Regions from separate parts of the Mus musculus genome. Here all the other regions are linked to region 2. A link is a contact called in public ChIA-PET, Micro-C and promoter capture Hi-C data. All regions are on one chromosome and are shown on one strand. Each heading gives the region's core, a stretch centred on a gene start, on an enhancer-like site or on the middle of the called end of the contact. The rest is flanking DNA. Distances are from core to core; before and after follow the strand shown. Region 1 holds the start of Ttf2 (transcription termination factor, RNA polymerase II). Region 2 holds the start of Atp1a1 (ATPase, Na+/K+ transporting, alpha 1 polypeptide). Region 3 overlaps Vangl1 (VANGL planar cell polarity 1). Region 4 overlaps Cd101 (CD101 antigen). Region 5 holds the start of Man1a2 (mannosidase, alpha, class 1A, member 2). Region 6 overlaps Vangl1 (VANGL planar cell polarity 1). Region 7 holds the start of Vtcn1 (V-set domain containing T cell activation inhibitor 1).

What was found. Promoter capture Hi-C pulls out the DNA fragments that hold promoters and counts their contacts. A called contact is a pair of places that touch in the nucleus more often than the background predicts. ChIA-PET counts read pairs in DNA pulled down with a chosen protein or histone mark.
Region 1: a contact with region 2 is called in a promoter capture Hi-C map of pre-B cells, with 5 times the contacts expected there. The contact joins the promoter of Ttf2 here to the promoter of Atp1a1 in region 2. A contact is called at or near these places in 20 of 39 promoter capture datasets (the 3T3-L1 cell line, 3T3-L1-derived adipocytes, the C10 cell line and 10 more), 20 of 484 Hi-C or Micro-C datasets (B cells, CD4 T cells, the G1E-ER4 cell line and 12 more), 8 of 115 datasets of contacts at active chromatin or transcription factors (astrocytes, bone marrow-derived macrophages, embryonic forebrain and 5 more) and 3 of 9 other capture datasets (adipose tissue, embryonic stem cells and liver).
Region 3: a Micro-C map of embryonic stem cells shows a contact between it and region 2, with 3 times the contacts expected there. The contact joins the enhancer-like site here to the promoter of Atp1a1 in region 2. A contact is called at or near these places in 1 of 484 Hi-C or Micro-C datasets (embryonic stem cells) and 1 of 115 datasets of contacts at active chromatin or transcription factors (pancreatic cancer cells).
Region 4: a contact with region 2 is called in an RNA polymerase II ChIA-PET map of memory CD8 T cells, with 3 times the contacts expected there. The contact joins the enhancer-like site here to the promoter of Atp1a1 in region 2. A contact is called at or near these places in 2 of 39 promoter capture datasets (embryonic stem cells and pre-B cells), 3 of 115 datasets of contacts at active chromatin or transcription factors (bone marrow-derived macrophages, embryonic forebrain and memory CD8 T cells) and 3 of 9 other capture datasets (adipose tissue, embryonic stem cells and liver).
Region 5: a contact with region 2 is called in a promoter capture Hi-C map of pre-B cells. The contact joins the promoter of Man1a2 here to the promoter of Atp1a1 in region 2. A contact is called at or near these places in 2 of 39 promoter capture datasets (neutrophils and pre-B cells), 1 of 484 Hi-C or Micro-C datasets (CD4 T cells), 2 of 115 datasets of contacts at active chromatin or transcription factors (memory CD8 T cells and thymic regulatory T cells) and 2 of 9 other capture datasets (liver and macrophages).
Region 6: a Micro-C map of embryonic stem cells shows a contact between it and region 2, with 2.6 times the contacts expected there. The contact joins the enhancer-like site here to the promoter of Atp1a1 in region 2. A contact is called at or near these places in 3 of 39 promoter capture datasets (embryonic stem cells, hippocampal neurons and liver), 2 of 484 Hi-C or Micro-C datasets (the G1E-ER4 cell line and embryonic stem cells) and 2 of 115 datasets of contacts at active chromatin or transcription factors (epiblast stem cells and pancreatic cancer cells).
Region 7: a contact with region 2 is called in a promoter capture Hi-C map of hippocampal neurons, with 4 times the contacts expected there. The contact joins the promoter of Vtcn1 here to the promoter of Atp1a1 in region 2. A contact is called at or near these places in 1 of 39 promoter capture datasets (hippocampal neurons) and 1 of 115 datasets of contacts at active chromatin or transcription factors (memory CD8 T cells).

The regions. Positions count from the first base shown.
Region 1 is chr3:100,968,190-100,971,776 of GRCm38.p6, reverse strand. It overlaps Ttf2 (transcription termination factor, RNA polymerase II), which reads left to right and starts at 2,114. Exons shown (of 23, transcript NM_001013026.2): 1 at 2,114-2,157; 2 at 2,242-2,344. The coding sequence starts at 2,130.
Region 2 is chr3:101,602,896-101,606,308 of GRCm38.p6, reverse strand. Atp1a1 (ATPase, Na+/K+ transporting, alpha 1 polypeptide) reads left to right here and starts at 1,602. Exons shown (of 23, transcript NM_144900.2): 1 at 1,602-1,906. The coding sequence starts at 1,895.
Region 3 is chr3:102,166,168-102,169,391 of GRCm38.p6, reverse strand. It overlaps Vangl1 (VANGL planar cell polarity 1), which reads left to right. Exons shown (of 8, transcript NM_177545.5): 5 at 2,421-2,554. Among named protein-coding and RNA genes, the nearest start is that of Gm16160, 36 kb to the left of the region's middle. Within about 2 kb of position 1,696, at least 56 of the 459 cell types and tissues checked have an H3K27ac peak or open chromatin away from gene starts, as enhancers often do. A contact at or near this core is called in embryonic stem cells, where this site is marked.
Region 4 is chr3:100,991,969-100,995,321 of GRCm38.p6, reverse strand. It overlaps Cd101 (CD101 antigen), which reads left to right. Exons shown (of 9, transcript NM_001167906.2): 9 at 1,428-3,133. The coding sequence ends at 1,657. Among named protein-coding and RNA genes, the nearest start is that of Ttf2, 24 kb to the right of the region's middle. Within about 2 kb of position 1,506, at least 95 of the 459 cell types and tissues checked have an H3K27ac peak or open chromatin away from gene starts, as enhancers often do. A contact at or near this core is called in adipose tissue, bone marrow-derived macrophages and memory CD8 T cells, where this site is marked.
Region 5 is chr3:100,683,930-100,687,538 of GRCm38.p6, reverse strand. Man1a2 (mannosidase, alpha, class 1A, member 2) reads left to right here and starts at 2,066. Exons shown (of 13, transcript NM_010763.2): 1 at 2,066-2,978. The coding sequence starts at 2,677.
Region 6 is chr3:102,188,494-102,191,887 of GRCm38.p6, reverse strand. It overlaps Vangl1 (VANGL planar cell polarity 1), which reads left to right. Exons shown (of 8, transcript NM_177545.5): 3 at 2,341-2,479. Among named protein-coding and RNA genes, the nearest start is that of Gm16160, 14 kb to the left of the region's middle. Within about 2 kb of position 1,612, at least 31 of the 459 cell types and tissues checked have an H3K27ac peak or open chromatin away from gene starts, as enhancers often do. A contact at or near this core is called in embryonic stem cells, where this site is marked.
Region 7 is chr3:100,823,732-100,827,002 of GRCm38.p6, reverse strand. It overlaps Vtcn1 (V-set domain containing T cell activation inhibitor 1), which reads right to left and starts at 1,544. Exons shown (of 6, transcript NM_178594.3): 1 at 1,413-1,544. The coding sequence starts at 1,444. It overlaps Gm32720 (a long non-coding RNA gene), which reads left to right and starts at 435. Exons shown (of 3, transcript XR_375902.2): 1 at 435-764; 2 at 1,997-2,185.

The DNA.
Region 1 (3,587 bases), core at 865-3,364, 640 kb after region 2:
TGCCCTCTTCTGGCCTGTAGGCATACATGGAAAAGAGGGAGATATATATCTATCTATATCTATATCTATATAGAGAGATATCACCAGACTTTTGGGTACTTTGTGAATTTTTTAAAATTCCACTCTTTTCCACCCCTCTCCTTTCCACCCCCTAACACTAGGTAGAAAAGACAAAAGGGCAGAGGGGGAAAGGGGTGACATTATTGTTAGACAACTTCCTGCTGATTAGGGGCGTCGAGTTTCTTGGGGCAAGTTTGAGCTTCTTCACCATCATATCTAATTTCTTCTTTTCATCTCTTTGCACACAACTGCTTAACAAATCACAGTCAACAGCATCCAACCGCTGAGCAGCCAATCAGTTCCTAGTATCAGGCCCTAGTATTTATATACCCTCTGAAGAGTCCCCAGAATTCCACACACTCTCAGAAACCATCTGCAGCTGGCAAAACCACACCCCTGTTAGAGCATGAGGCAAATTACAGTCAGCTGCTGTGGACAATCTGAAGCAGCCCCACCTGGGGTTAAAACAAACAAACAAACAAACAAAACATTCTTTATATTTCTGTGTTTTTTTAAAGAAACCAAAATTCTCACTACAAGAATCACCGTGGTCCTCTTTCCCCAAACCTTAGTGTTTGTGGTCTCCACCTCCTCAGATGGTATCCACTTCACATGCATATAATACAGATCTTGGAATTGCAATCTAGGAATAAAGAAAATCTGTTTGTATAAACTTTCACTGGAGAACTGGGGTGGGGCGTGCCACACTGCGTGCACTTGGAAATTCATCTCTCTCTCAAGCTCTCCGGGGTTTGCTGCTGACTCCATTCATCTTGACATTTATATACTATTTTATATTTATTTAAGCATTAGGTAGAGGCTAGTTCAGCTTCTTCCACTCAGTAAGCCCCTTGTGGTTAGAACAGTTGCTTTAAATGTATGCATTAAATGAACTTTATATTTCTCAAACACCTACTCCTCTTGGGACACCAAAAAAGCTATTTAGTAAGAACTGCTTAATTCATAAATGATACCTCGGGACTGTCTGGACTCTGAACTCCTAAAACATTTACAGCCTCCATATAGCCCAGACTTCTTAGACATTGCAGCTTTTCTGTCCTCATAGCAGTTGTGTGTGCCACTCCAAGACACATGATCTTCAACTGCTGAAATATGAAGTCATGGCTATTGCAGCCAAGCTCCGATAGTCATTCCTCACCTTCTGCTCACTGAAAGAATCCATTACAAGTTCTTTCCTTTCCTTTTCTTTCTTTTTTTTTTTCTTTTTGGTTTTTCGAGACAGGGTTTCTCTGTGTAGCCCTGGCTGTCCTGGAACTCACTTTGTAGACCAGACTGGCATTGAACTCAGAAATCTGCCTGCCTCTGCCTTCCAAGTGCTGGGATTAAAGGCGTGCGCCACCATGCGTCACTCTCGGTTTTTTAAAAGTACAAATGCAAAATAAGTTCAAAAGGTTTGACAATGCAAAACACACAATGTAAAATTAGTAAGCACGCAAGGTCTTGTATTGCCCTCAGGTTCTTCTCTCAGACCCAGGGCGTCCACACCAGGCGGTCCTTAGAACCTCACCAGGGGAAGGCAGCCTAAGACTCAAAGAGCGCGGAACCTGGAACTGAGATCTGTGCAGATGTTCAATCTTTGGTGACCCCGTGGACGCCCTGCACTCATTTAAAGGTTGCCCGGGGTCCTAAGGGAGTCTTTGTGCTTATTACAGACTATGCAGTAGATTCCCAAAGTTTTAAGGGATGCTCCCGCCTTTTGGCCGCCTCAAGTTGAAGTGTTCCCGCCCACAGTGGCTGCTTCCCGAGCAGGCAAGCGGCTCTGGCTCCCTCTGGGTCTAGTGGTTCCTCTGGAGTCTCCCAAGCTCAGCCTCGTCCACTTCTCTCCAAGTCCTGCTTTCCCCAAGCCAGGGAGCATGCCGGCGTCCTCACTGGAGCTCAGCCACGCCTCCTCACTCCAAGTTTGATTTCAGAGCGCGCCAAGCCTGAGGGAGACTGTAATTGGTTGAAAGTGAGAGACTCTCCCGCTTGATTGGTGGAGTGTTGTGGTGGGCGGGACGGGGCGGAGTCAAAGACGGAAACCCGGCGGGCCAGGGCTTCCTGGCTGCGGTATGGACCTGGTTAAGTGTCCGGAGCACGGTAAGGCCTCAGTCTCGGGATTTCCCTCCCGGGGACTGTGGGACTGGCTTGGAGTGGCCGATGCTGACCTTCTTGTTTCCTCAGGGGACGCCTGCTTCTTAAAGACCGGCGTCCGCGATGGCCCGAATAAGGGAAAGAGCTTCTACGTGTGCCGGACGAACACATGCGGCTTCGTGCAGGCCACCGAGTGAGTCTCCAGCCCGGCCCGGTTACACGGAGTGACCCAGCCTGGTCACTTCAGCTGCCTTGGGACGCGGACTCACCCACACTCCGATCCTTCTAGAGTCTGCTTCAAGTTTCTAGGCACCTGTCTGGCCTTACTTAGCCACTCCCCTTTGCCCCGGCATCCTTTCTGCTCCCTCTAAAAAGTGTAAACAAACAGTGGACATGGGAATTAATTTGCTAGTCTTGTACCAATTTTAGGTCGCCATTTAAATTTTACGTTTAAGGTTAAAACATGTTAATTAGACACAAGCTTTTCTCCTTCATCTAGTGGCATGACGTTAACAACCCAGAGAGAGCCAGAGTCTTTAGGGCAGTGTTTCTCAACCTGCGGGTCACGACCTTCAGGATCTAAGGACGCTTTCACAGGGGTTGCATTTCAGTTATCCTGCAAATCAGATATTTTTACATTGCGATTCAAAACGGCAAAAATTACAGTTATAAAGTAGCAATGGGAATGATTTTATGATTGGGGTCACCATAACTGTTGTAACGGGTATTAGGAAGGTTGAGAACCGCTGCTGTAGGGAGTTAGTGCTGAAAGAAACATCAGAGGTTGATGTGGATCGCAGGTTCTGCAGATGTGAAAGCTGAGACCTAGAAACCTCAAGCATCTTGTCTAAAGTGAGGAAAGTCAAGTGTGACAATCTTTTTTTTTTTTTTTTTTTTTCCCAGACAGGGTTTCTCTGTATAGCCCTGGCTGTCCTGGAACTCACTCTGTAGACCAGGCTGGCCTCGAACTCAGAAATCCGCCTGCCTCTGCCTCCCAAGTGCTGGGATTAAAGTCGTGCGCCACCACCGCCCGGCAAGTGTGACAATCTTAACATACCGGGTGTTGACATTCTCGAAGTGAAATTACACTGTGGTGTCATTTAACATTTCTCCCTGCTCTCTATTCAGCTGGACTTTGTAGAGCATGGTTATTTTTTTTTCAGTATCATAGCTATACTAATATACTAATGAATATTAGTAATATACTAATGAATAGTAGTACTGGAATAACTTGTATGATTTGTGTCTCCACTTTGTACCAGAATTTACTATTTATTTCTAGAAATATTATATAGATAATGTTTCTAAATATACTGAGATTTGGTACCCTGCTCAAATGTTTTAAGACACATGTGTGCTCATGTTTATAGGAATTGTGCATCAATGTTGGTCTTAGGTTTGTTTCAACATTAAAAGAAATGTTCTTGTGGACTGGA
Region 2 (3,413 bases), core at 353-2,852:
TGTGGAGATAAAGCAGCGTCTTGACCTATCAGACTTATCTTGATGAGTGAGTGGATGAGTAAGGAGGACCACAGCCCAAGCATGTGCTTTCTGTATTTTAGTTGTTGTGTTTTCCCATTTAGATCAGAGCCTATAGGCAATTCATCTTAAAGTAAGGTCTTCAGCAAGCAAAGCCTGCTGCACAGTGGCAGTGATCTGCCATGCACAGGAATGCACTTTCTTAAGTCTAGCTAACACTCTGTGACCTCCAGTTGAACTAACAGGGCTGGTACTGGTACTCTGGATTTGAAGGGTCTTTCCCCAGAATCGTGATTTTAAATTTTGCTTATAGTTTCCTCTTCTCTCTAAGCCCCAAACTGATTTAATCAAGTTCTGTAGATCACTGGAAGAGATAAAGGCTGCCTTCTGCTATAAGCAACAGTTGTATAAGCAACCGTTGTTTCTAAGAAGTACTGAGAATTGCTCTATGGAGGAACTGATAACACAGTGCCTAGATGTTTGGGTGTTTCTCCTTCCCTTACCCTCTGCCCACCCCCACCTATTTTTTGCAAGCTCTACATCCTACAAAGCATTGACACTTGAAGTTGATAGGTCTATATCTAAGAAGTTAGTGTTTTCCTTACTTCTAGGTATTTTCAGAGATGGAAATCGAGTTTCTCTTCTGAATCCTAAGCTTTCCCAGACTGCTTGCTTTCCTGAGATTGGTAAGAACAACAACAAATACTTTGTTGTTTCTGATGTTAAGTTTCAGCCATCACAGCGCCTGCTTAGCCACTGAAACTAGAAGCCCCGCCCTGCAACTCTGCCAGGCCAAGAGTGGGATGCGACTGGCTGGAAGTGAGTCTGATGAGACCCTCAAGGTAACCACGGATGCTGTGGATGCTGTTCTTCAAAATGCTTGAGCCACCTCTTTTACTAAAGATGGGTGTTCTTTTGGGTTTTAGGTTTCTCTGCCATAAAAAGGAGAAACTCTCCAACAAACAGTTTAATCCCCCCTCCTCTTTTGCAAGATTTCATTCATACAGTGCTGTGAATGAATTTCTTACTGACTTTTTTTTTTTATATAGTCATTTGGGGGTCATAAGGGAAGGGAAATGTAAGTGATGCGCGCACGCGCGCGTGTGTATATGTCCTGAAGCATTTCTCTAGTGGTGGAGTGAGAGGACCCCAGGACGAAGGAATCAAAGGGAAAGCACCATCCGCCGCCGCCGAAGGATGCCGGCCTGGATTCTGCAGAGAGGAATCCCTCGGAGTCGTGCAGCTGCTGTCCAACCCCGGCCCCTCGAGACCCCAGAAAAGCTACGCTGAGCAAGTAGACTAGCCCCGACTGCGCCGCACCCACTGTGGACCTTCCGCACCCTACTCCGCAGGCTGCTCACTCAAGTCCCCAGTGTTCTGCAGGCGGGAGCGCTCCGTAGCCCTTGAGAGACCCAGACACCCGCGTCCTGGGCACCGGCGCCCTCCTGCCGGGAGCCCAGGGCAGGCAGTCGCTAGCGCGGTCTGGGCCCGGCTGGGAGGGGTTAGAGGCGGAGGCGGAGCTAGCTGGAGCCGGTGTCAGGTTGCTCCGGTAACGGTGACGTGCACGCGTGGGCGGAGCCATCACGCAGGTTGCATATTTTAGGAAGTGAGGAGGAGGCACGGGCTCGAGCTGCGGCTGGGTCTGGGGCGCGGAGCCTCGGCGGGAGGAGGCGGACACGTGGCAGCGGCGGCAGCAGCGGCGGCAGCAGCGGCGGCCTCGGTCCGGGGCGCCGGCCGTCCTCCCTCTTTCCTCCCGCGGCAGCCCTAGTTCCCGCCTCTCGGCTCCCCCGGCTCCGCTCTCCCGGCCGGGAGCTGCTCTCTTCTCTTTCTAGTCTCCAGCAACAGGACCCGGCGCGGGGCCCGCAGCGCCGCCACCATGGGGAAGGGGGTGAGTGTCTGGCGAGCCCGGGCCCCGGGCGGGGGCGCGGGAGGAAGCGGCTTAGAGACCGGGCTCTCGGCAATGGAGGGGCGGGTGCTGAGCGCGGGCAGCGGCCCGGGAGGAGGAGCACCCGGGGCGGCATCTCTGAGCCGGGCGCCTGCCCTGCCTGAGCCCTCTGGTCGCCTTCACCGCGCGCCTTGCGCTTCCTTTCTCCCTCCTCCCACCGTGCCCAGGGGAAGGAGCGCTCCTCCCCTTCCCCCGGGGAGCTCCGACAGGGCCCCCTCGCGGTGGCGGTCCTCGCCGCGGCCCGGCGCCGGCGAGGGCAGCCTCCGGGTCGAGACTCCCTTCTCCTGGAGGCGCTGGGGCTCGGCCAGCTCCCCGCAGAGGCGACCGCCCTCCCCCAAAGGAAAAAAACTGGCTTCCCCTTAGGCCGAACCAGCCCAGCGAAGCTGGTGCCAGAAAGGGTGTGACTTCACAGCCCAAAGATAGCCTTTAAGGTATACTTTTGAGAGCTTTAAAATGGGCCACTGTCCATAACAGGATGTGCCTTTGGTAACTGGTGTTATCGTCTTAACGACGGGGAGGGGTGTGTTGTTTTATGTCGGAGCACAATTCTTAAATGGGGCCAGGCTGACCCTTCAGGGCCGCAGGGTACTGTCAATCTAACAAAGGACTGGAGACTGGGCAGTTGATGGTGTTAGAAAAGCCATGCGGGTTTCCTGCACTGCTGTCTCACCCGAGAGCGGTTCCCGAAGAGAATGAGGGAATCGGGCACGAACAACACTGAGTTCCCACCTCGGTTACTGCTGTCCACCTCGGAAGAGTTAGTTCTTGACCTCAAAGTAGCAGATTAAAAACTTAAAAAAATAACCCTGAAAATATCAGTTCCTAGCTTGAAAAAGCACCAGTCATGAGAATACAGGTGGGAGAGTCCATTCCACCCTTTTCAGGGCTGACCAAGCAGACAAGCTGTAGACACTGCAGGTCCTAAGGCACCCGGGTATATACTGGATGGAGCCAGAGGGAAGCACATTCTTTGGAGACTTGAAAGAGATGATTATAAGACGTGGGCCAGGAAGAGAGAATAGAGACCCCGATAGTGCCCAGTGTGGGCTGGTCGGCGTATGCAGCATCCTAGCAAAGAACTGATTCCCTCCTGGCCTCCACTTTCCACGATGGAAACCGGATCTATGTGTCACACCATCCTACATGCCATCCAAGCCGTTCCTATAAACCATTTATTCCTTAAAGCCCCATCTTTTATCTCCTATCCCTTCGAAAAGTATCTTTGTCATTTGGAGACCTTGAGCGGCTTTTAGGAAGTTCAAAGCCTAGGAAGGTGAAGTGACTTGTTCAAGGTCAAACGGTTGTTTAGTGGCAACAGGTGCTGAACAACCTGTTGCTCTCAGCTTACACATAACATCTGCCTCTGAAGCATCATTTTGTGTGCAGAACTCTGAAGTTATCCTCCAGAAGAAATTGGGGTGTTTATAATAATAAATAATCCAGGAGGACG
Region 3 (3,224 bases), core at 447-2,946, 560 kb before region 2:
GCCTGGGCATCCGGCCAGGACCGTGCCTGGCTCTGAGTCACGCTGGAGCTCTGTGCGATGATGGGGTTGGAGAAGGCGCAGGATGCCTGCTCTTCTCTTCTGTGCTTCTTGGGAGATGGGCTTCTCTGGCCTTGGCAAGGTTGAGGCCCTGCATGAAGCCCCGGGGCTCTGTCCTTGGGCATCAGCCCTATCTGTGGGAAGTTCTTAGGGGATGCATAGAGTTTTGCTCCAACATTGGCAGCTGCGGGCCTTACCTCAACCGTGTCTTAGGCCATGCTAAGGTGGCAGGGTTGGAGCTCTGAAGAGGGAGACAAGGACAGAAGGCACTTATAGAGATGGCACATGTGGGATGAAGGCACTGGACTGAGCCGATGGAATTCTCTGGGCTCCTCCTTGTGACCTGGATGAAAAACAAAACCCAGCAGTCACCACAAGGCTTGCTTTGGAGGTGGGCCTGAGGCTAACTTCCGAAACTACCTTTAAACTCTGGACTTTTTTAAAGGGGGATTTATTTACTTGCTTATTTATAATGTGTATATACCTGCAGAGTTTGTGTGCACCACACTCATGCAGACCACAGAAGCCAGAAAAGTATATTGCATCCCCTGTTATATGTGGTTATAAGCCATATAGGTGCTGGGAACTGAACCTGAGCTTCTACAAGAGCAGCCAATGCTTAATGGCTAAGCCATCTCTCAATTTCTCCCTACCAGTTCTTAACTTTTGGTGACGAACTTTTTTTTTTTTTTTTTAATATTCTAATCTGAGCACCTAGAGAAATTCTTCTGCTGGTATAAAAGCACGGGATGAACTAGTTTGAACCAGTGTGTCTGTGTATAACCAAGCTTATTTTCATCCTTAGGGTTTTCAAACATAGCAATGTGCAAGGGTGCATGTGTGTGATAGGGACGGGTACACTTTTGGATGCATTGGAAGTGAAGGAACACTTGTTCCTCTTTGGGGAAGGTCATAGCAGAGGAGGAGGAGGAAATTGAAAACACAATGGGCAGAACTCCGAACAACAGTAAGATCAAAATGAAGCCCTTCACCTCAAGGACCGCCTTAGTCTTGCACTCCATGCTGACCTAATGACTGCTCGGTTCCTACATAGTGCAGAGGTGAATACTCTGCCATTGGAGACTCATCCTCAGTCCTGTGTTCAATTCTTAAAGCGGAGCGCAAAGGGAGTCTTGGAGTGGGGGTAGTCGGGGCTTCAGCGGTCTGGCTAAGGGTTGCTCAGTCAGTAGGGGGTAGAGAGCCCTGGGATGCCGCATAGCCCTCCAGGAATCCAAGGCAGTCCCTGTCCTGGCATTCAGGCCATTGTAAATAATCCTTATAAGCCCATTATCTTAGCAGAGCGCTGGGAAAGAGACACAGAAGGGCAAGATAAAACAGAGCTGTGGTATTTAGTGCAGCGTGTTTGGCGAACAGCTTCGGGAGCTGCAGATGTCAGGACACACAGCGCAGGGTGAAGGGCCAGCATCTAGGTTGTTAATCCACCCCAGAATTCTAGCCAGACTCTAAGGCATGCCATGCCATTGTGTGGCTTGTGGGTTTCTGTACCTTTGTTTTCTTCCCTGGAGTGATCGTGAAGGTCAAAAGGGAGGAGATGAGTGAAAGCCCCTCCCTGTTACAGCTGGTGGATCTCTGAAACAGCAGGGATCCTGCAGTGTTCTGTTCAGCTCCCAGCATGCTTCTGGGATATGTGTGTTATCACCTGAGCTCCAAAATGGTAGCTTGGAGCTATTATCTGCTGAGTGTCCAGGACACTTGAAGGGCAGGAGCTTCTGAGGATCTTAAGACCCAGAATATCTTAGCGTTTAACTGAAGCCTCATTTAAAGGACTCTGCCCCATAGGGAGGACATTGCTGTAACATGGGAGACCAGTTCCTTAGACCTGGGGCAAATCTCCGCCTCTCTCTCTCTCTCTCTCTCTCTCTCTCTCTCTCTCTCTCTCTCTCTCTCTCTCTCTGTGTGTGTATGTGTGTGTGTGTGTGTGTGTGTGTGTGTGTGTGTGTATGTGTGTGTGTGTGTAACCAATTACTGAATGAGGGTCTCAGAGCATCATCAAAGTTCCTACCTTTTTTTTGGGGGGGGGCGAGCTTCTCAACTTCCTTCCCTTTTTTTTGGTAAATTAAGGATAAACAGGAAAAGCTTTATGTACCCCAAACCTAAATCTCAGTTACAGCTTGTAATTCTCTCCTCTTTCAGCTTCTGGCTGAATGGGATATGGGGAATGCCAGAGCCTGGGAAAGGAGAGGAAGCCGCCATAGTGGGAGCCATGGGGAGTGTAGGAGCCAGCAGACTTTCCTGGGAGGGCTACCTTGACTTACAATTGACCTGACTCAGAAAGACTTCTCATTTCAGCCCCACTGAATTCCGGTGAAAACCCCGCATTCATTTTTGCCCTCATTTTACAGCATCCAGCGAGCAGCCTTGGTGGTTCTGGAAAATTACTACAAGGACTTCACCATCTATAACCCGAACCTCCTAACAGCATCCAAATTCCGAGCAGCCAAGCACATGGCTGGCCTGAAAGTCTACAATGTAGATGGTATGTGCTTGAAACCGTTTGGGGGGGGGGGCGCACAGTTAGGTGGCTCTGTGGCTTAAACCTCATAGTACGTTTGCTTCAACCCTGTATTCTGTGCTTGCCTTACGGTCTTTTCTCACTTTAGAACAATTTATATTTTTAGTTTAAATGTAGACAAACATTTTTTTCCGGGGGAATGTCAGTTACAGTCTATATATGTGTATATATATATCAAGTTCATCCACTTGGAGATTTTGGTATTGGAAACTGTAGCTGTGTTTCCTGCCTCCTGCTGGGAACACTTTAGATTGAAAGTCCTCGGAAAGGAATGTTTTTCAAAGTCTGAGCTGTTTACCAAAAGACTGCGATGCTCTCAGGGCTTTCGGCCTAGAATACTCCACCCTGGCCTAGAAACGTATTCAGCCTAGAGAGTCAGCTATCTGGGAGCTCCTCTCTAGTCTCTCAGTCCTGGCCAGGAATGGCAACCAGAAGCTGGAGGCAGACTCACCAAGTCAGAGGCCAGTTTCATTCAGGGTGTCAGATGCTTAAGTGTGAGAAACAGGACTCCCTCTTACGTCTTGCTGGGCACCTGGGCTAAGACAAGAGCTTTGCAGACTCCCAGAGAGATTCATGTTGTCAGTAAGACATCTGGTTTACATAGGTATCAGTTTTTGGTATTAGTGTTCAAATA
Region 4 (3,353 bases), core at 257-2,756, 610 kb after region 2:
TTGGCTCTTGCATGGGGAATACACTCGGTAGCTGGTTCCTTCTCCAGGATCCTGGAGGACTTTCGGGGGAGGTGCGTTACAAGGTACAGAGACATGTAAGACACAGGCCCAAGCCTCCAGGAGCTCACAGTACCTATCACGAGCAAATGTCTGGGCTCTCTCTTGATTTCCAGTGAAGAGGCAGTCTTTGACGTGTAAAGTGCTTCAGAGAGGCCCCAAGGGGTCTTTTCTTTTGCACTTGGAGGTTGGTCAGAACGACCTATCAAAACTGTTTTATCACTGGGAATCCATAGTCTCGGAAATTGTATAGCTTAACCTTTGAAGAAGAGAGGTCTCCTGTCGTTAGTTTCCCAAGCAAAGCACAGCTGCTGTTAGCATCGGATTGTTCAGAATAGCCCTGATTTCAAATAGTTCAGAAATGTAGTTGGAAGAGTGCAGTGAGTGGTTGGTACCACTTTACACATGTGGCTTTCTGCTGAATGCCTGTAACCCAGGCCTTTAGCCATTAGCCCAGGGTACCATTTCCGAGGACCTGTGGTGGCCGCAGTCCTCTCTGCTTTGCCTCTCTGGGAAATGACCAGGAGCCCCAATGCCCCACATGTCAGTCTGTTGATGGTGCCTCCCATCGGCCTGCAGCTGCGGAGGATCGGAGGATCGCATGCTTTGGCGTGCCTCTCTGTATGGTGGCTTTGACTCTGTGGCGGCATTCAGTTTGGTTTAAGATCACCAAAGGCAGGAACCCAGGACACTTAGCCATTCTCAGTCCAGGGAAGAAAGGAGCCGAAACAAAGGGCTGTGTGACAAGGAGGGGTGAGCACGGGACCATGCAAGAAGTCTGGGAGAAGTGAGATCCAACCAGACAGGGACTGTGCCCAGTGGCTTAGATACAGGAAGTGAGAATTGAGCATAGTGGGGCAAGGAGTCAGGACCCGGGATAACCTATATGTCATGGGTCAGGGGCAAAAGTGCCCTCCTTCATAGGCACAGCTGTTACTGAGGACAGCTTAGTGCACTGTGAGTTTCAGAAACAGCAGTGGGAATATCTCAGTTAAAAATTCAGAGCCAGCCACACAGTTGAGAACGAGAACTGAATTATACATATCTTTTCTGAGGGAAGAAGATTAAAGGAAAGGTTTTCTTTCTCTCTCTTCTTTTTTTTTTTGTTTTGCTTTTCTTTTTTGGCTGGTGGTTGTAAGTAGGTCATTGGCAGCTGTACAGCTGCAATGGCCGGGCAGGGGGAAGAGGTGTGTGTTGGGAATGTCCTGGGCCTGTTCTTCCAGTGCACTTGCAGGGCGAGAGGCCTGTGCCATTCCACCTTGTCATCTACACGGACTTGCCGATAATGATGTGTAGGGAGACGTACTCGCCTGCTCGGCCCCGATCGTTGGGACACTGATTGATTGTCTTCTGTGTTTCTCTGGTTGCAGAGCCCACGGTCTCCTCCCTGATCTGCTCCTCGGGGCCCTTGCTCCACTTCCTCATCGTCTGCCCCTTCGTCATGCTGCTCCTTCTGGCCACGTCCTTCCTCTGCTTGTACCGGAAGGCCAGGAAGTTGTCACAGCTGAGTCTCAGTGCAAAGAAAGAAAAGGCTCTCTGGGTGGGCATGAGAAAGACATCACTTCAGAAGGAAGCTGGAGAGGAGAGTGGACACTACTGAGGAGCACCTGGGCTGGAGAAAGGAGCGTGGAGGGATTGGGTTGGAGCGTGGAGGATGAATGAATTCTGTTTTAGACCTTGGCCAAGTTACCAAGGGACCAGAAGGGATGTGCCATGGACATAGATTGTTAACCATATCTTGTCGAGTGTTTCTTTGTGTAGCAACCATTTTTTTTTCTTTGCATCCTTCAGAAGCAGATAGTGTCATTGTCCCCACTCACACAGACCTCACCTCCTGGAGGTCCAGCCTCATCTGGAAAGAGAGGAACACCAGCTGTCGAGCCTTCCTTCCTCTCTCATTCCTCTCCCACTCATCTATTCCCTTGGCAACATCAGCTTGGCCCAGTCACAAGGGAAATCATTTTTCTCTAGATAAGAAATGTAGGAAAAACCGGGTGTCGGCAAAGCCGGAGGGATTGAGAGCATGGACTGGCTTGCCTGAAATCGGACTCCCCCAATCATTATGTAATTTTTTCTAGGCAGAAATCCGATGTTTTTTCTCCAACCCCCCTTTACAAATGCCCGCTGAAAAGTGTAAGAGTCGTTGTCTAATCAATATCGGCGCTTTGACAAAAGGGTAATGTGTTACAGCCTTTTGGAAGTTTTCATTTGGCTTCCTGCTTTTATAATTGGGGATGCTTTTTGTTTCTGTTTTTATGATGTCAAGGAAAGGCCTTGGGATACAGCCCTAGGCCAGCCTTGAACTTGATCTCACTGTCTAGCCCTACACTGTACAGTCTGGACCGTCCTCCACCTTACAGCCCTCTTCCCCCCACCAAGGCCAGCCTCCAAGGGCTGGGATTCAAAGCATGCATTGGCACTGGTCGGTGCTGTGCATGTCTTTAATCCCAGCACTCAGGAGATAGAAGTGTATGAATCTCTACACTCAAGGCCAGCCTGGTCTACAGACTGAGTTCCAGGAAACCCAGGCAGGGCTACACCGAGAAACCCTCTCTTGGAAAAAGAAGGAGGAAGAAGAAAAGGAGGAGGAGGAGGAAGAGGAAAGGGAGGGTGAGGAGAGCAGGGGCATTGGCATGCTTGGTTTAAGAGATAGTAAGTCATCGTTGAAGAGCATCCTTCTTCCCATACAACAGTGTTCTACTCAGCCCCCAAGGCCTCCTATCTCCTTCACACACACACACACACACACACACACACACACACACACACACACACCAGCCTACCACCATAGTGCTAGGCCTTGGCCAGTGCCTTTGTTGAAAGCACTGAGTCGGAGGAAAGAGCCTCGGTAGAACTTGGGAGACGGCTCTGCAGTAATGCCCCTGTCTCATGGTACTGGAGTGTGGGTTCAAGGGAAGAAGAGGGTCAAGTCTGACTCCTGAGTTTCCTAATCTCACCCTAGAAATCCCAAGGGCGAGGTGTGATGGTTTAAGGCTTTCAAGAGCTGTTTCCACTGAGCAGGCCTGGCTGTAGCCAGAATTGAAAATCAATCAAATAAAGGACCTCAGATAACACATCTATTTATTGTCTATGTGACCACCAGGGTTTCTTCAGTACTTGGTAATTTGCATTTCTAAGGAGAGCCATTTATTTTTAATTATTTTATCAGGCACACAGTCCTCTCCAAAGATAATTAGTTCCTTTGCTCCTTTGCAAGCAGATTATCCGTGGCTGTGAGAACTGCCACCACAGACCTGCTGCTTCCTTAATCCAACTCCCTCTAAAGCCTCGTTTGA
Region 5 (3,609 bases), core at 817-3,316, 920 kb after region 2:
TTTGCAGCTTGTTTTTTAAAAAACATTCTTTTAACACCTTCTTTTTAGAAGTGAAAGAAAATGGAAAGGGGAGTCAGGGGAAGAAGACAGAGGGAGAGTTGGAGAGGTAGAGAGGGGAGGAGGCAAAAGGGGGAGGGAGCAAGAATTGGTAATGGTTTGGAGGCTAGTGTAGGAGTGTGACAAAATAGTTGGCTGTATTTGAGTATCTACAAAAATCTGTAAAATTAACACTTTAATCTCTCAGAGAAAAATAGGCAAGGACAAGAAAGAGGACAAGGCATACAGAAGACTCTTCATCAGCTATAAGTCTGGAACTTCCAATGTCACATTTGTAGAATGTTTGGTTTTGGTAAATTTTTCTTGCAGCTAACTGTAGTGTTAGCTAGGTAATAATAACTTCTCAAGGTTTATACAACTTGCTGTCTCGTTCAGAGGTTGGTGTTTTATTTCCATCTTCTCGTGGAAATGAGTGACCTCAACCGTCGGAGCACAGTGTTCCTTTTGGTTGGGCTCTCAACATTAGAGATCTATGAGACAGTCACACTGTATGAACTCCGCAGTTTCTAACATCCATTCACGTGTCTCACTCAAATCTCATTCACTTTGGATCCAGCGGTGGCCCTTGGGAACACGTTTACATCTTGTGCTGGCTTTATTTTGTAAACCAATGACTTCTTTTGTCCTGTGGTAGGAAGGTAGGGTTTGCAGAGCTTCTAGAAATGCCTAGTGGAATGTAGTTCTGAATCCTGCCAAGGGACATGAAGTTTTCCTTGATTTCTAAGGCTGACTTCCCACCCCTGCCATTTATGGGCCTCCTCTCCAATTGCCAGCTACCAGTTAGGATGTGTGCAAGGAACAGAAGGTAAATTTAAGAAAAAAAAAAAAAGCTAAATGCAAACTAGATGCAAGAATACATATGCATTGCTAAGAAGCCTATATTATACTTTATCACAACCTGGTTCTTCTCAATATTACAGATAACAGAATTGACTCAGATTGTTTCAAGCCTCAACTTCAACAATATTGTCCTTTTGGGTTTTAACACCTGCTCATTCATTCATCTTTGTTATCTTTGCGGGGGGAATGGTAGTGGTGGTGGTGAAGATGACTATAGAGTGTATATATAGTCTTGGGACTGAACCACCAGGAATCTCCTGTCTGACCTAGGTCGTCCGATTCCTCAGAAAGGAACCCAGTAGAAAGCGCAGGGCTGCCATTTTAACACGAATCCGGCACGTGGCCGGTGCCACCTCCTTCTTCAACCAGCCTCGCGTGCCCAAGAACGCGTGGAAGTTTGAGACCTTGATGTTGAACCCCGGCCCCGAGTCACTGATAACTGAGGGAGGCATCAGCCTTGGCCCCCGTAACCCGTCAGTCCCAGGAACCCCACATTCCAGCGCCACTTTCGCGATCCAAGCGCCTGGTCCTCCTCGTCCGGCCGCCGGGGCTTCCGGGGGCTCCGGGCTCTCGGCAGCGGCCAGGCCCGAGCGGCCCGGCGGGCGGGGGAGGGGCGCGGCGGCCGGGAGCGTGCGCGCGCACCTCACACTCCGCCGCCCGGGGACGCCCACTCGCGAGTCGGGGCGGCTAGCCGGGCCCGCGCCCCCCACGGCCGAGCCGCTCGGCCCAACCGGTGTCGGCCGCGCAGCCGCTCTGTTCTCCTCCGGCCTCCACAGGCCAGGGACCAGCCCAGGGCCGCGGACCCGCGCCGCAGTCAGCGCGAGCGTGCGAGCCACCCGAGGCCGGGCCCTGCCGGAGCCGCCCTGCGGCCGCGGGAGGCGCGGCTGCTCGCTCGCGCGCGACCGGCCGCCCTCCCTCCCGCCCGCCTCTCCCAGGCGGTGCGAGGAATGAGCCGGCGCCGGCCCCGGGCTGTCGGTCTGAGGGCCGCGGCCCGGCTACCTCGCACGCCGCCACCGAGGCGCAGGGGCTCGGCCGCCGCGGCTGGGCTCGGCCGAGAAGCGGGCGGCGGGGCTAGCTGAGGAGGAGGAGGAGGAGGAGGAGGAGGAGGAAGAGAAGAAGGAGGAGGAGCCGGGTGGGGGCGGCCGCTCGGCTGAGGAGGAAGTTCCGCTCCTGACAGAGCGCGCGGCGGCGCGGGCGCTGTAGTGTTCGGGACGCCGTCGCCCTCGCGGCCTCGGCTGAGGGTCGTCGCTGCTACGCCCGGCGCCGCTGCTTGGAAGCCGCGGAGGCTGCGGAGCGGTGGAGCGGAGGAGGCTCCGGAGGGGACCGAGTGGAACCGACCTACTGCAACTCGTCGTCTTCGCCGGGCGCCTCCCGGGGCGGGCAGCCGCCTCTGAGCATCGCGCCGGGGCGCGGGCATGGCAGAACCCACCTTGCAGCTTCTCTGCGGTGTGGCTCGCCCGATCCACTCTCGGGAATGAAGAGGAGACTCGCGATCATCCGGTGAGGCACCGAGAGCCAAATGGCGAGAAGATCTGACGGGACAGAAACCAACGATCGCTTGGGAGGTCACCCGGGCTTCTGGATGTAATCGGAGAGCGTGAAAGAGGTGGCCTCGTAAATAATAATAATAATAAAAAAGCACAACAATCCTTTGAGAGGAGGGAAATTGAGTTTATTCTTTTTTTTTTTTTGGCCGAGGTTTTGAGAAACGGTTCGATGTGTTGTACGTTTGATATAAGATGAGAACTTTATAAAGTATTCCGTCCAAGAGCCTAAACGATGACTACCCCAGCGCTGCTGCCCCTCTCTGGTCGTAGGATACCACCTTTGAACCTGGGGCCGCCCTCCTTCCCACATCACAGGGCTACCTTGAGACTCTCCGAGAAGTTTATCCTTCTCCTCATCCTTAGTGCCTTCATCACCCTGTGTTTTGGGGCATTCTTCTTCCTTCCAGACTCTTCAAAACACAAACGCTTTGATCTGGGCTTAGAAGATGTGTTAATTCCTCACGTAGATGCCGGCAAAGGAGCTAAAAACCCCGGCGTCTTCCTGATCCATGGACCCGACGAACACAGACACAGGTTCGTTTGTTACTTAAATTATGGTACTTCCTTTTGGGAGAGCAAGGTACAGTTCACTGCTTTCTTGTCTCTCCCCCCTCCCCCTCCTGCCCCTGTGAATGATCAGGGTGTTGAACGTTGTTGGTTCAGAGCTGCCTGGGTAGAACCATACATAGACTGGAAGGACTCCTAGGGTTCCTTGGTTTTTCCCGGCAGAACGAAGTGTTCAGTCAGACTCTTCTGCTGTGGACAGCAGGGAGCGGAGATACAGGGAGTCAGCATGCGCGTATTGAGAACGTGTTTCTGCCTTTCTGCCACCATGTGAAGTCACTGAATCTTGACAGCTTGCTAGACTTTGCTCAGCCACCAAGTCCCAATCTCTGGCTTGTGCTCTGATTTTTTTTTTTTTTTTTAAATGTTAAAAGGTGGGGTGTGTATATCCCTAACCATAATTTGGCCAGTTATTCTGAATTGAGCCCTTGGCAGGGTATAATCAAGATGAAATGAAATGGAAGCTCTGCTTCCAGCCTTTAAGTCATTTCTAGATCTTTACCTAAAAGGAGACTTTGGAGACAATTCGCTTTTTCCAAACACCTCTCTCCTCTCATAAGCTAATTCTTGAATGTGTGAAAGAGAAGTATGTATGAGACTT
Region 6 (3,394 bases), core at 363-2,862, 590 kb before region 2:
CAGGAACTGGCACAAAGCAAAAGGGTTTTGTTTCAGTAGAATCTTTGCTGTCACAGTATTTGACCTGTGGGAGTTTTCAATAGAGAACCAGGTTAGATAAGCATGTGACTAGGCTGGTGGCCAACATGAGTGACAAATGGGGGATCCCAGGGGAAGTGGAAGGGGTGGGGATCATTCCAGGGTCATCCAGCCGGCTGCAGGTGGAACCTGGTGAATTAACAGTTCTGGACCTAGCCTAAAATTCACTCAAATCTCCCACCCTGCTTACTGTTGCTCACAGAGAACACCCTTTGGGGTGCTGGTTTTGGACAACACACAACTAAGGCTATCCATGGTCACAGCCAACAGTGACCTCGAAGGCCTATTTCCTAACTCGGAGCAGTGAGACTGTATAGGGGGGTGAAGATGAGGGCTAGGAATATTGACCTTATGAAATCTCCAACTTATGAAGATTTAGGAAAGGAAGGGGGCCAGTGGGGGAGGGGTGAAGAAGGGTGAACATAATCAAAGTACATTATCTTTATGTATGAAAAGTACCATGGTAAAATCTCATTGTCTTATATAATTATATATGCTAGTTTTTAAAAATGAAATCGTTCCTCAAAGCAATGTCACATGGCGGTTTTGAATAGAAATGGTGGCAACAGATTTGGGATCGGTTCCTGTTCTGCTCCTTACCACAACTTTTGCAAGGTGCTTGACCTCTCTGTGCCTTAGTTTTTCTTATCTGAGAAATGGGGCAGTAATACTGGCCTCAGAATTATTTGTTAAAATTGAATGAAGTCACATACTCAGCCAAGTGCTGCGTGAAGGGGGCAGGGCAGGAGAGATTGACATCATTTGATACAGCTCTGGGTGAATAGTTAGATTCTCTGCTTATTTTACTGCCCCCCTCCCCACCTCCCCCAGTTACCTGTCTGGGAGCCATACACAGCTAACCAGAACACATCTTTGTCTAGTTATCTGGCTAAGAATGGAGTTATTGTCATGGAAACATTGTCTGCCACAAACCCTTTGTTCCTTGAAATAGTTATCCTTTCCTAGTTTGAATAGTGCCTTTCCTAGGGAGAGGTTCCCAAGATAGGAGTCTGACAATAGATCTGCCATGCAGTTTTAGGGGTTCATTGTTGTTGCTAAGTAGTAGGTTAGTAGGAGATAAATGTGTAGTGGGGAAGAGGGTTTGGTGGTGGGCCTATGGTGTGCTCATGGCTCTTTTGTGTCCTTCTCTCCAGGACATCACACTCTCTGGGATAGAGATATCACACTCTCCTTCACAAAGTTCAGACCCCATTTTTTGCCATTGGCCAAAGATGGCTGCTGTACATTGGTACTCACTCCACGCCTCTGTACTGAGCACACGCACTCTCCCTGTGTATGAGGAATCATGGCCCCCATTCTGTTCCCCACAAAGGAAAACTGAGGTCATCAACCTGTGCAAAGTCACACATAGGAGAGCTGACTGTCTGACTTTGCACACAAAATGGGAAACCTTGGGCATGAGGACAAGTAGGAATGGGGAAAGCTGATGTCAGGTCGCCAAGGAGACACACTGGCTTTGGCCACTGCAGGGCTGCCTTGGTGCCCCTCTCCTTTACTGCTTATTGACCAGCTTGTGACCTCTAGGGCTCGGCCACTGTGGCTGGTGCCTTTTGTAGTTTTAAGACTCAGCAGCAGGGTGTCCTCCCACTGTCTCTGGAGGAAGACCACCCACGAAGTTCCTCTGGTACAGAGAGAGTACAGAGAGCCTGCTTCTCTTAGGTGGCCTGGGACAAGCACACCCCCGGGAATGTTTTGTTTCACCTTCTTTGTTTCTATGGGTGTCTTTGAACACAGTCAAAACCCACAGAGTGGCTTTTCATGTTGAATTTGTAAGAAAGACAAGTACAGGATTCTCTGTCCCGGCTTTGGTTTTCCTTTCTTCTCTTCTCGTCCCAAACTGTAGAGCGATATCATGTCCCAGATTTTTTTTTCTTTCCCTTCTTTCTTTTTTTCAGATTGAAGTTTAGATATGATACAGTATAGTGTTTGTCCAGTAAAACACGAATTAGTTTAGGCAAATGATAACCAAATCAACTGAGTAATTATTACAGTGAAATGTGTAATAATTTCTAAAGCAAGGCTTTAAAGCAAGGCTTTCTAAAACAAGGCTCTGAAAAATGTGACCGTTGTTGGTGGAGGAGTGGCAGTCTTTGTTTTGAAAATAGTTGGGAAATTTAAGACACTCTTACTCCTGGCAGGCTGTGGGGATGGGTAGGCATGGATGCGGTGTGAGGGGTGAGCTAGAGAGTAACTAACCTGGCATGAGTTTTGGTGTCTGATTATTGGATTATTTCCCCCCAGGGAAAGAACAAGAGAAAGACACAAATCACCAAGGAATAAAGATGGCAGAGGGTCAGAAAAGTCTGTCACCATCCAGGCTCCTGCTGGAGAGCCCCTGCTGGCAAATGACTCTGCCCGCACAGGCGCAGAGGAAGTTCAGGTAAGGCTCAAAGGCGCTGCTGTCAGCCAACTGCCACTCAGCCTGGGCTCCCGCCTGCGTGTTCCTGTCTTGTTGCACTAAGTTCTCTTGGGTTTTTAATCTTCGTTTTTCTAGCATTTTAATGAGTTTATCTATTTCCCTGGCTTTCTTGTTGGTCTAAGCACAACACGTCCTACCCTTGAAGAGCTAGGGAGTGGGGCGATCCTTTCTGCCCTGTGATTGGTTAGCCTCCTTTGAATGGTGTTGGAAAGAAGCCAGCTTGACTGATGACAGGTCAGAAAAGGGAAAAGTTACAGGCAAGAGTCCCTGGAGACTAATTCCAAAATGGAGCAGGACTGGAGAGGGCCGGAAACTCCCTCAACAACAAACAACCAAAACAAAACAAAACAAACAAAATAAAACAAAAAAAACCACAACAAAAACAAAACAAAAAAACCCAAAACAAAAACAAAACAAAAAAACCACTGAACCAAAAAAAACCAACAAAAACAAAACAAAAAATGCACCATCAGGGAGTGCTTAACAATGACTCCAAGAGCCAGCCCAGGACTCGGTATAAGAGAGAAATCAAGGGCTTGGCATTCAGATGGCAAGCATGGAAATCTGGTGACTGTGATAATACTGAGTCAAAGATGGGGCAGAAAGGAGTCCAGCAAACTTTGGAGTTAGTAGCGGTGGTCTTTGGGGTACACAGGTTGGGACTGGACAGATCTGGAGACTGGATTTCCTCTGTCAAGATCCAGCAGCTTCTGTGGTCCAGCCTGCAGCCACTCAGGACTGTGGTCCAGCCTGCAGCCACTCAGGACTGTAGGAATTTGGGGTTGCCAGGCCTTGCATGTTTTAGTAATATTAGCATTAGGACTTCAAGCGGAGTCAATCAGTTTTAAAATATCAACACTTTATTACTTAAAAAAT
Region 7 (3,271 bases), core at 295-2,794, 780 kb after region 2:
GTTTCCCATCCTGGAGAACCTAAGCTTGGGTGGTAGAGGAGGAAAGCCATGGCGGGAACAGGAGCAAGCTCCTCAGAGGGTTCTCAGAGAGTGGGTTTAAAGCTGCCCCACCCCTTATGTATATAGCTTCAGGGCTATGAAGAGCCTTTACAAGGGGTAATGAGATTCAAGACGCCAACAAAGTACCTAGTATGCTGGTGCTTTCAAAATGCTAGCTCCTGACACGGGTGCTTCCGACTGCCATCCAGACAGGCTGAGGCTTCTGGACAAAGATGATTGACACCTGTTGCTCCTCAGGGCGTTGGCCCAGCACAGTGAGGGAGGGGTGCTGTCCAGAGCCCCTCTCTGCTGATCCTGCAGAGCCTCTGCCCCGCCTCTTGCTGAACATGAGTGAGGGAGGTGGAGTTCTCTTTTAAGGGAGGAATTTTCTAGGCTGTGTGGGAAGTGATGTTCTTTACAGACTTTTCATTGTTAATCACTCTCCTTTCTGCCACCTCACCCTCCTTTTCTTTTCTTAACTGGAAGAGGCACATGAAATTGGAAGACTGGGTCTTCAAACAACCCCTAGAACCAGCATGTGTGTCTTCCTAAAAACTGTTAATGAGTTAGGACTGACACTGAAATCATCATCTATTTCCTAGTGGGGGAGAAGGAGATTGGAGGATGGGCCAGGCCGCCACCACCACCACCACCACCATCACCATCAACAACAACAACTACAACAACAAAATCCTTTCATTTTCCATCTCTTTTCAATCAGAAAGGTAAATGATGTCCTAACGGGGAACCTGGAGTATAGCTGAGGAACAGTAGGCGGCAGGTGGGCATGCGTCTTTTTATTGTATTTTATTTTAATTTGTCTAGTGGGTTATGTAGCAATAACCATCAGGGTGTCCTTTCTGGGCTCTCCTGGGAAAATGAGGGACCCCCACCTTGCAGCCGAGATTGGGCTGGAGCTGGGTGTTAGTGTGAGACTGCAGAGACAGTATGCCCACAGGAAAGTGTTGAAACACGTCTGTCTGTCTGCCTGCCTGCTCACCACCAGCCCTGCTCTCCATCCAACCTCTGCAGCTCCATGAACTGGGTTTACTGTGCCTGAACATCTCAGCTGAGTCCTCAGTGTGGAACACACAGTTTTCAGTCCACAGCTGCCTTAGTAGGGATGAGTCTTTCATAAGAAAGAAATCACCTACCAGAACCTTCCCTGAGTCTGGGCAGTTGCTCAGGGCTGCTAAAGTTGCTTATTAACCTCTTCCTCTCCCAGTGCTGGACCGGATAAAGTGCAAGTGTGACCCTGTAGCACAGCCCACAGGTTCTTAGCACCTCCCAAAGACCCCACCCCTGTTCTCAATTTAGGGAGAGAGAGAGAGAGAGAGAGAGAGAGAGAGAGAGAGAGAGAGAGAGAGGATTACCTCCAAAAGATGATCTGCCCCAAGGAAGCCATGGAGAGGGAGTTCCTTCCCACAGTCCTGCTGTGTGTGGGGCCAGATTTTGGTGAGTGGAGCTGCCTGCCTGCTGCTGCCCTCCTGGGTGTTGTGACTCACATCGGGTTCCTTTGTGCTGTCTTTAAATAGTGCAGGCTGGGAGGGGTGCATGTAGCTGTGGACGGCTCAGGTATGAGGAAATAGCTCCGTGAAGCCAAGGCCCAGGGATGCCTTTCTAGGCCCTGACCTGTGAAAGGGTGAGGAGAAGTTTCCCAGTCTCTACCTCGGGGCTTGAATTCATACAGGTCGCTATCTTTCAATTGCACAAGGCCACAAGGAGGATCTAAACTCACTGTCTGAGGAATTCCAGGAAGCTGCAGGGTTGGTAGAAATGCTGATCCCTGCTGGTGTTGACCTCAGACCTTGGCTGGGTCACCCGTGATAGAGTTTCTCTCTCATGCATCTGATCCCTGCTGGTGCTGACCTGAGACAGCAGACTAGGTTGTGCCCCCCCCCCCCATGCCTCCCCTAGAATCATTCTCTACGTTCAATTTCTGCTGGTGTACTCACAGAGAGGCCATGAGCTGAAGCTACAAGAACCCTGGTGTGCCCTGGTGTTGAAGAACTCTGACAAAGCTAAGTGAGGAGATCTGATTTCCTTTCAGGGAGAGGGTGAGGGGACCTGTCCCTACTCCCATTTCTTAATGCTGCTTTGAGGTTCCAGAGATGTTGAGAATATATTGCACAGAAAATTATTCAAGGTGAGTGGATAGCATTCTGAATTTCATGGCAAGGCAGCTCTCTCTCTCTCTCTCTCTCTCTCTCTCTCTCTCTCTCTCCCTCCCTCCCTCCCTCCCTCCCTCCCTCCCTCCCTCCCTCCCTCCCTCCTGTCTTTGAAATGGGTCTCACACTGTAGCCCTGGCTGGCTGGCTTGAAACTTACTAGTTTCACAATTGTAGCCCAGGCTACCTCATACTTCTATCAATCCTCCTGCCTCAGCCCCTGAGCACTGGGATCACAACCTAGGATGCTTTGAAAAGAATAAAGCTTGCTTCCTGCGTACCTCTTCTACCCTTGGAAGGGGAATGAATGCCTTTGATGATTAGGTAACTTTCCCAGGCCTTCTATGGCCAACCCAGAATGGGTCAGGGACTTTGGGAACCAGCAGAGAGTGGAGCTGAGAAGGAGAGAAGACTGAGTGGCAAGAGGAGAAAACTTCAGAAGAGAGGACTGAGCTTGGCAGTCAAGCACAGGGAGGTTGATTTCCTGGGTGGTCTCAAGAACACTTTGCCTTTCTCTAAAGCAGGGGTTCTCAGCCTTCCTAATGCTATGACCTTTTAATACTGTTCCTTGTATTGTGCTGACCCCAACCACACAATTATTTTCATTGCTACTTCATAACTGTAATTTTGCTACTGTTATGAATCCCGATGTAAATACCTGATATGCAGGCTGTCTGATACATGGCCCCTCCTAGGGGTTATGATGGCAGGTTGAGAACCAGTGCTCTGAAGCGTCCCTTAGGGAGTTAGCAGGTTTAGAAGAGGCCCCCTGTGCTTGTCCTCTCCCTGAAATAAGCAAAGAGCAACACCCTGGAACCTATGCAGTGTCCATGAAGATGGGTCCTTCCAGGGTTCAGGAAGCTGAGGTCCCTAGAGGCCATAGTTTCCTTAGATCTATACATTCTGAGCAAGAGCACAAAGGTCCAACCACTCGATGAGCTCTGAAAGGAGCGGCTCCACCTCCAACACTCCTCCAGCCACCACATGTCATCGCTAAGGTCTGAGGAAGGTCCTGGAAGGAAACAAGACAACTCCAAACACAGGGGTCTGGGGGAGATGTCATTG